2 separate regions of the Mus musculus genome follow, and region 2 is linked to region 1. A link is a contact called in public promoter capture Hi-C data. All regions are on one chromosome and are shown on one strand. The core of a region is the stretch at or near the end of the contact, and the rest is flanking DNA. Distances in the headings are between cores, read along the strand shown.

What was found. Capture Hi-C pulls out chosen DNA fragments and counts their contacts.
Region 2: a promoter capture Hi-C map of adipose tissue shows a contact between it and region 1. The contact joins two enhancer-like sites. A contact is called at or near these places in 2 of 484 Hi-C or Micro-C datasets (nephron progenitors and uterus) and 1 of 9 other capture datasets (adipose tissue).

What each region holds. Positions count from the first base shown.
Region 1 is chr3:65,549,794-65,552,993 of GRCm38.p6, forward strand. It overlaps Tiparp (TCDD-inducible poly(ADP-ribose) polymerase), which reads left to right. Exons shown (of 6, transcript NM_178892.5): 5 at 2,743-3,018. Among named protein-coding and RNA genes, the nearest start is that of 4931440P22Rik, 22 kb to the left of the region's middle. Within about 2 kb of position 1,523, at least 6 of the 459 cell types and tissues checked have an H3K27ac peak or open chromatin away from gene starts, as enhancers often do. A contact at or near this core is called in adipose tissue, where this site is marked.
Region 2 is chr3:65,733,016-65,736,215 of GRCm38.p6, forward strand. The region is part of intron 5 of Lekr1 (leucine, glutamate and lysine rich 1); the gene reads left to right. Among named protein-coding and RNA genes, the nearest start is that of Gm25755, 37 kb to the right of the region's middle. Within about 2 kb of position 1,741, at least 10 of the 459 cell types and tissues checked have an H3K27ac peak or open chromatin away from gene starts, as enhancers often do. A contact at or near this core is called in adipose tissue, where this site is marked.

The DNA of each region.
Region 1 (3,200 bases), core at 273-2,772:
ACTCGTCCACAAAGGAAAAGAAAGTCTTTTGAAAGGAAATGGATAGTCCTGGAGCTCATATTAAAGGAAATAAGCCAGCGTCACACAAACAGTTATTGCATGTTTTGTCTTCTATAGGATCAGATTAAGCAATATATCTGTAAGACAGGCATGAAAGTGGAACAGGAAGTCTAGGAGGAGGATGGGGGACAGTAAACAGACACGGAATGAACAAAGTACAAAGGCATACATGTGAATTATTTACTTCTCTCGTTGCTTTAACAAAAAACCTGACAAAAGCAAAACTTAAGGAAGGAACAGTCTGTTGTGGCTCTTGGTTTAAGGTACAGTTGATCGTGGCAGGGAAGTTATGATAGAAGCTATGTGAGATAGCTGCTCGTGTTACATCTACAGCCAGAAAATAAAGAAAAGAATGTTTGCTGTCTTTCTTTTTATTCAGTCTTGAGACTCAGACCAGCCATGGGAACATCTTTACAGAATGCAAAAAGGTTTATTTCCTGTGTTATTCTGAATCCTGTAAGATGAACCATCATAGGCAACTATAACATAATGAAACCCATTCTGAATGCCAGATGTAAATAACAAATAAGTCTTAGTAGAATGTTGGGGAAGAGTCTTACCTTGTTGGAAATGTCAAACCCTAACAGTAATGGAAAGCCAGGTAGGCTAGTACCTACCTTGGCAAATCAGGGTAGGAGTTAGGGGCTAAATGGAGGCTCTTCTGTAATTTGTTCAGAACAGTGATGATACTTTAAGAAGAGCCAGAGTTTTTTGAGACTGATTAAAGCAGTGGAGCGTCTCTTTAGAAAAGCATACCAGTGAAAAACATTTTAACAGGAAAATAAACCTGTGCCAAGTCTCCAAAGGAATTTGTCAGCTCTCAGAAAATGATCCAAAACACAAGAAATATGAGTCTTTTGTTGTAATAGACGGAGGGACTACTTAAATCTGCCCCTGAATTTCAGATGAGGGTGGTAGGGGTCCTAAGTCCACTCACTTAGAGCTTTGTCTTACAAAAGGGCTTTGGGGAGCATTGAATTGAAGGCACAGCTACTTACATGAAGCTGTCAGGGATTAGAGAGGGCAATTGTGTTTCTATAGCATTAACTTAATAAGCCATCTTCTTACTAAGGAGTAGTGGCAATACCAGTAACAGTGCTAAGAGTCAGACAAATCAGCCTGGATCTACCATATTAGTAGCTTTATTTTATTGTAAATTGTGAAATGTGGAAGTGGAAAGAAATAAGCCTGGATTTTAAAATATGTCTGCTATATCAGGACAGAATCATTAACTACTCTGAACTGTTTGTTTATTTGAGGAGGGGGATAATCAAACCATATTGCAGTTCGTGTGGCAGGGACATTGTGAATGAAATATATAGTGTGTGCTCAGTGGGCGACTAATGACAGCGGTGATATGTACTTTAGAGACGAATGTTCATATACAACTATAACCTCTGGGTCACAAAACTCTTTTGAAAATGTCAATTTCCAAATCCACTTGGCAGGCATTACTCCTTCCTTGTGACCACCATGTACTGATGAGCGAGTGTTACAATACCCTGACACTGAAACTAGGTCTCAGGGTCAGGATTTCCTGATTCTTTGCTTCTTCCCTTTTCCTTGTTTTGAAAAAGCTAAAAAGTATGATTTAAATATATGAACCAGACAGGAAAAAGTAAACCTATTATTTATGTAATTCATCTTTGAAAGTAACAAAGTTGAATTTAAAGATTGAATTGTGCACCCTCTGGAATCTGCTCTATTTGGGGGAGGGGCCCGGAGATTGAATCCAGTGCATTAAGTATCATAGGTCATCACTTTTTTACTTGAGCCCATCTACCCTTAATAGGCCCCCAGTTTCTTTTCTTTTTTTTTTTTTTTTTTTTTTTTTTTTTGAGACAGGGTTTCTCTGTGTAGCCCTGGCTGTCCTGGAACTCACTTTGTAGACCAGGCTGGCCTTGAACTCAGAAATCCACCTGCCTCTGCCTCCGGAGTGCTGGGATTAAAGGCTCCCCAGTTTCATCTTAATTACATCTAAAATTGTAAAACTGGAATAATATTTAGTGATTGTTTTAATTTTAGTATTAGAAAGTGAATGCCTGCTTCATGACTTTTGTTACTTTTTATATAGAAAGTAAAGGTTTTAATTTTTAACCCCAGAAGTTCCAATTTAACACCTCCCGTACCTTATTTCCCATCCTACATAGTCTATAGTGATAGTAATTTTTCTGCTTAGTGTCAGCTGAAAGAAGCATGTAAATTATCGTTGTTTCTTTGAGACAAATCTTTTTTAAACTGTATATACAAAAGAGGACTCTAGGAAGATTCAGAAGTAAAGATACTTGTAAGTTGCTCCTTGACTATTTGGTCTGAAGCAGTGCATTTCAGAGTTGTCTCCTCAGAAAAAAAGCAAGAAATAAGCAAACGTGTTTGCTCTAAGAGCCTGTTGTTGTTTTTGTTTGATGGGGTTCTTTTGGTTTGTTTTTTGAGTTGTTATTTTGAGACAGTTTCCCAGGGTGGGCTGAGGTGGTATTTCTCTTGCCTCTATCTACTGAGTGCTGATATCATCACAAAGCACTACACACTTGGGTTTGTTTTGCTTCTCTTAAGTAAATAAATAAAATTAGTATGTAAGTATTTAAGCTATTCAGTCATAAAGTTGGACAGTACTACAAAGCACTATGTAATATGAGATGTATTAATTTTTGAATGCTTTACCTAGTGTTTTTCTCATTTTAGGACACTTGGTGGGGTTCCCACTCAGGCTTCTCTGCCTCTTGAAGCAACTTCATCACAAATCATCTGCCCAGATGGAGTAACTTCAGCCAACTTTTACCCTGAAACGTGGGTTTATATGCATCCATCTCAGGACTTCATCCAAGTGCCTGTTTCTGCAGAAGATAAAAGTTATCGAATCATTTACAACCTTTTTCATAAAACTGTACCTGAATTTAAATACAGAATTTTACAAATATTGAGAGTCCAAAACCAATTTCTTTGGGAGAAATATAAAAGGTGAGTCAGAAGTATGAAAACTTAAGAGCATTTCTTAATATAGCTATTGTCAAATATACAACACAGTAAACACTTGCATAGAGTTTAATATGTTCATATTTTCATGTAGTTGCACACATGTAATAATAATACAGCTATAAATAGTATTATTAAAATAATGACAAACTATAGTATGATTTTTG
Region 2 (3,200 bases), core at 491-2,990, 180 kb after region 1:
AGAGAAGGAAATGCAGTAGATACAGGGAAGCCCCAGAACCCTTCTTTTCAGGAGATAGAGCTACTCAGAAGAGACTCTAAAGTTGTCTCCAGAAAACTCCTATACCTGATGAACACTTTCAAAAGTGACAGGATGCCAGATTAACATGCAAAATTCAGCAGCAGCCTTTCTATAGACCAATTACAAACATAGTGAAAAAGAAGTCAGGGTAGTGACCATGTGCACAATAGATTAGTAACACACTGGAATAAATCTAAGCCAGGAAGTGAAAGACCTCTACAATGAAAACTTCCAAATGCTCTGAAGGAAGACCTTAGATGGAAAGACAAAAGGTAAGGACTGTAAACAAACAAGATTGATAAGCTCCGAGAGTAAGAACACCTGCTCATCAAAGGGTGTCATTAAAGACAGGTGTGATGGAAGCATTGCAGGTTCCCGAGGGGAGCTGGCCAATGCCCTCCCAACTCTTAGGCTTTATGCTTCAGTGTACATGGACCTCCTCCAAGACATCTTTGCACATTATCCTGACACCTTCTTTGTCTAAGCTTCTTTATCTTTGCTTCATACTAAATAATGTATGCCACTATTGGGAGTATTTATGTCCAGTTCTTCATTTTTGTTGTTTACTGTCTATCCTCTGGTACTAGGCTGTAGTTTCTTTGAGAAAAAGCACACAGGATCTTCTTCCAAAGTTGAAGGCAGAAATGCACACACAAGGACTGCAGACTTAGTTCTCAAACAAGGAGTGAGTGTGCCCAAGAAAGACATGGGCGTATGCAGCTGAGATCTTGCTAGAGTAAGAGGTTTTTCCTCCTCACTCACTACTATCATCCTGATCTCAGCCCCGGGGCACAGCTGAGACAAGTAGTTGCAGAACCTGGAAGGTGCTGACTCTGGTCTTTTATTGCTTCTTTGAATGTATCTCAAACCTAGCAGAAGTTCTAGTGGATACAGGAACAAACAACTTTCACATCATCAAGCTTTAGAAAATAAGTTGAATATAATATCCTCAGAAGCCAAGACCAGGGAGGCCTGAAAAAGTTTCACAACTACAGTCTAGTATGGTAGCCACCAGGCTATCAGTCTTTGAAATGTGGGTTTAGCCTCTTAATGAAATAGGGCTGTTTATATAATGATTTAAATATACCATTAAAATTAATTTCAAATCTTCAAGAGAAAATTTGAATTACACATATAGTTTTGTAGTATATATTGCTTCAGTGGATATTGCTAGTCTAAATTAGTAGTGAGGTGAACATGTTCCATGGATGAAGGACAAATAGTATTATATCTATTCTTTACAATCCAAGTCAGCAACAAAAAGGAAAGAATTAAAACAAGCAGTAACTTGAATGAAAACGAAGGAAATTTTTTCAAGGTTTTTTTTTTTTAAGCCAATTCCAGAATTTTTTCACAGGCTTTTTTATGGTTTGAGAATTTCATAACTCATAGTGTGTTTTGATCAAATGTCCTCTCCCCTCCAGTCTCTCCACTCTCCTCCTCGACACTGTCCTTGCCCAACCTCAGATATTTTTTGTGTTAAAAGTCACTCAGTTCACTTGGTACTGACTGGGTATTTGTGGGCATGAGACCATCTACTGGAGCCTGGGAGCTTCCCAGGGGCCAAATCCCTAAATTAACCTGACTCTCCCATAGAGACCAGTTGACAACAGTTCCCCAGCTTGGATGGCACTTCACAGCTCGTCTCCCATTCTTACTGTGCCTTTGTCTGTCCTGACTGTGTGGTCACAGCCACTGTGAGTTCATGTGTACAAAGGCCCTGTTGTGTGTGTCTGGTAAATACCGTTAGCTCTTGTAAACTCTCAACTGCCTCTTGTGTTATGATTCCTGAGTCTTTGCGAGGGGGAACATGACAGAGATGTCTCACTTATGCTGACCTCTCCACAGTCTCTTATTCTCTTCACTCTGACCAGGTTTGGGTCTCTGTATAAGTCACCATCTGTGAAAAACAGCTTCTCTGGTGAGGATTGAGAGGTGGCACATAGAACGTAGGAAGCAGTTTATTACTACATCAGTCTAACATAATAATGGTTGTAGGTTCTCCCCTAGGGTCTATGACCTAGCCAGCCATAGGTTGGTTGGTTGGTTGGTTTTGGCTCTGCTAATGGTACCAGGCATGAATTCTGTCTTGTGGATTGGGTTTAAATCCAGTCATAAAATGGTTCAATATCAAAATCTACATTTATTGTTCCATTTATACAGCAGTCTTGACCTAATGCCATTGTCGGTATAAACAAGAGCCGAGGACTAGTACTGGTAGGCTGGAGAGTGATCATGACAGTAAGGAGCGGGAATGAGCTTAATGGTATACCAACAATCCCATATTTTGACTGCGGTAGTAACTATGTGAAACTATATGTCCTGGGTGGGTTTTTTGTTAACTTGACATTATACGGTCACCTAGGAAGAGGGAACTCTAGCTGAGGAATTACTCCCATCAGATTGGCCTGAAGCCAAGTTTGTGGGGGCATTTTCTTGATTGTTGGTTGATATGGGAGGGTTCAGCCCACTGCAGGCACTACCACTCTCGGGGCAGTGGTCCTGGGTTGTATAAGAAAGCAGGGTGAGCAAATTATGAGGAGTGAGCCTGTAAGCATTCCTCCATTCCTCTCTTCAGTTACTGTCTCCAGAATTGTGTGTCAGTTACCCTGCCCTGATTTACCCTTCTGATGGACTGTGAACTGTAGTCTGAAATATGCCTTTTCTTCTTCAAGCTGCTTTAGGGTGTTTATCACAGCCATAGAAAGCAAACTAGAATGCTGTTCTTGTGCTAAAATTGCATAGAACAAGCACTCATACGCAAATGAGTTTTGCACAGCTGGTTAAAATCAAAATGCTTCTCTGGAGAGTAGAGTGAAGGGGAAATGGAACCTTTCTATACATCTATTTGTTACTGTCTGTAAACTATTTCAAAATAAAAGTTTTTTTTTATAAAAAAACAATGTAATTTTGTGTTATTCCTCCATTTAATACCTATAGTTTTAAAGGCCTTTCCTATTAATGTAATAAAGTTTATGAACTAATGGTCGCATACTATAACATTGGATTTCCCTGATAATAAGGTTCTGGAACTCTTGTAATAGTATAACCCAATACATTGTATACTCACTTGCCTAAGCTCAGGGCTACAAAGAACAGAAATAAATCTTAAAAAGATAAAGAAATTGACTTGTATGAGA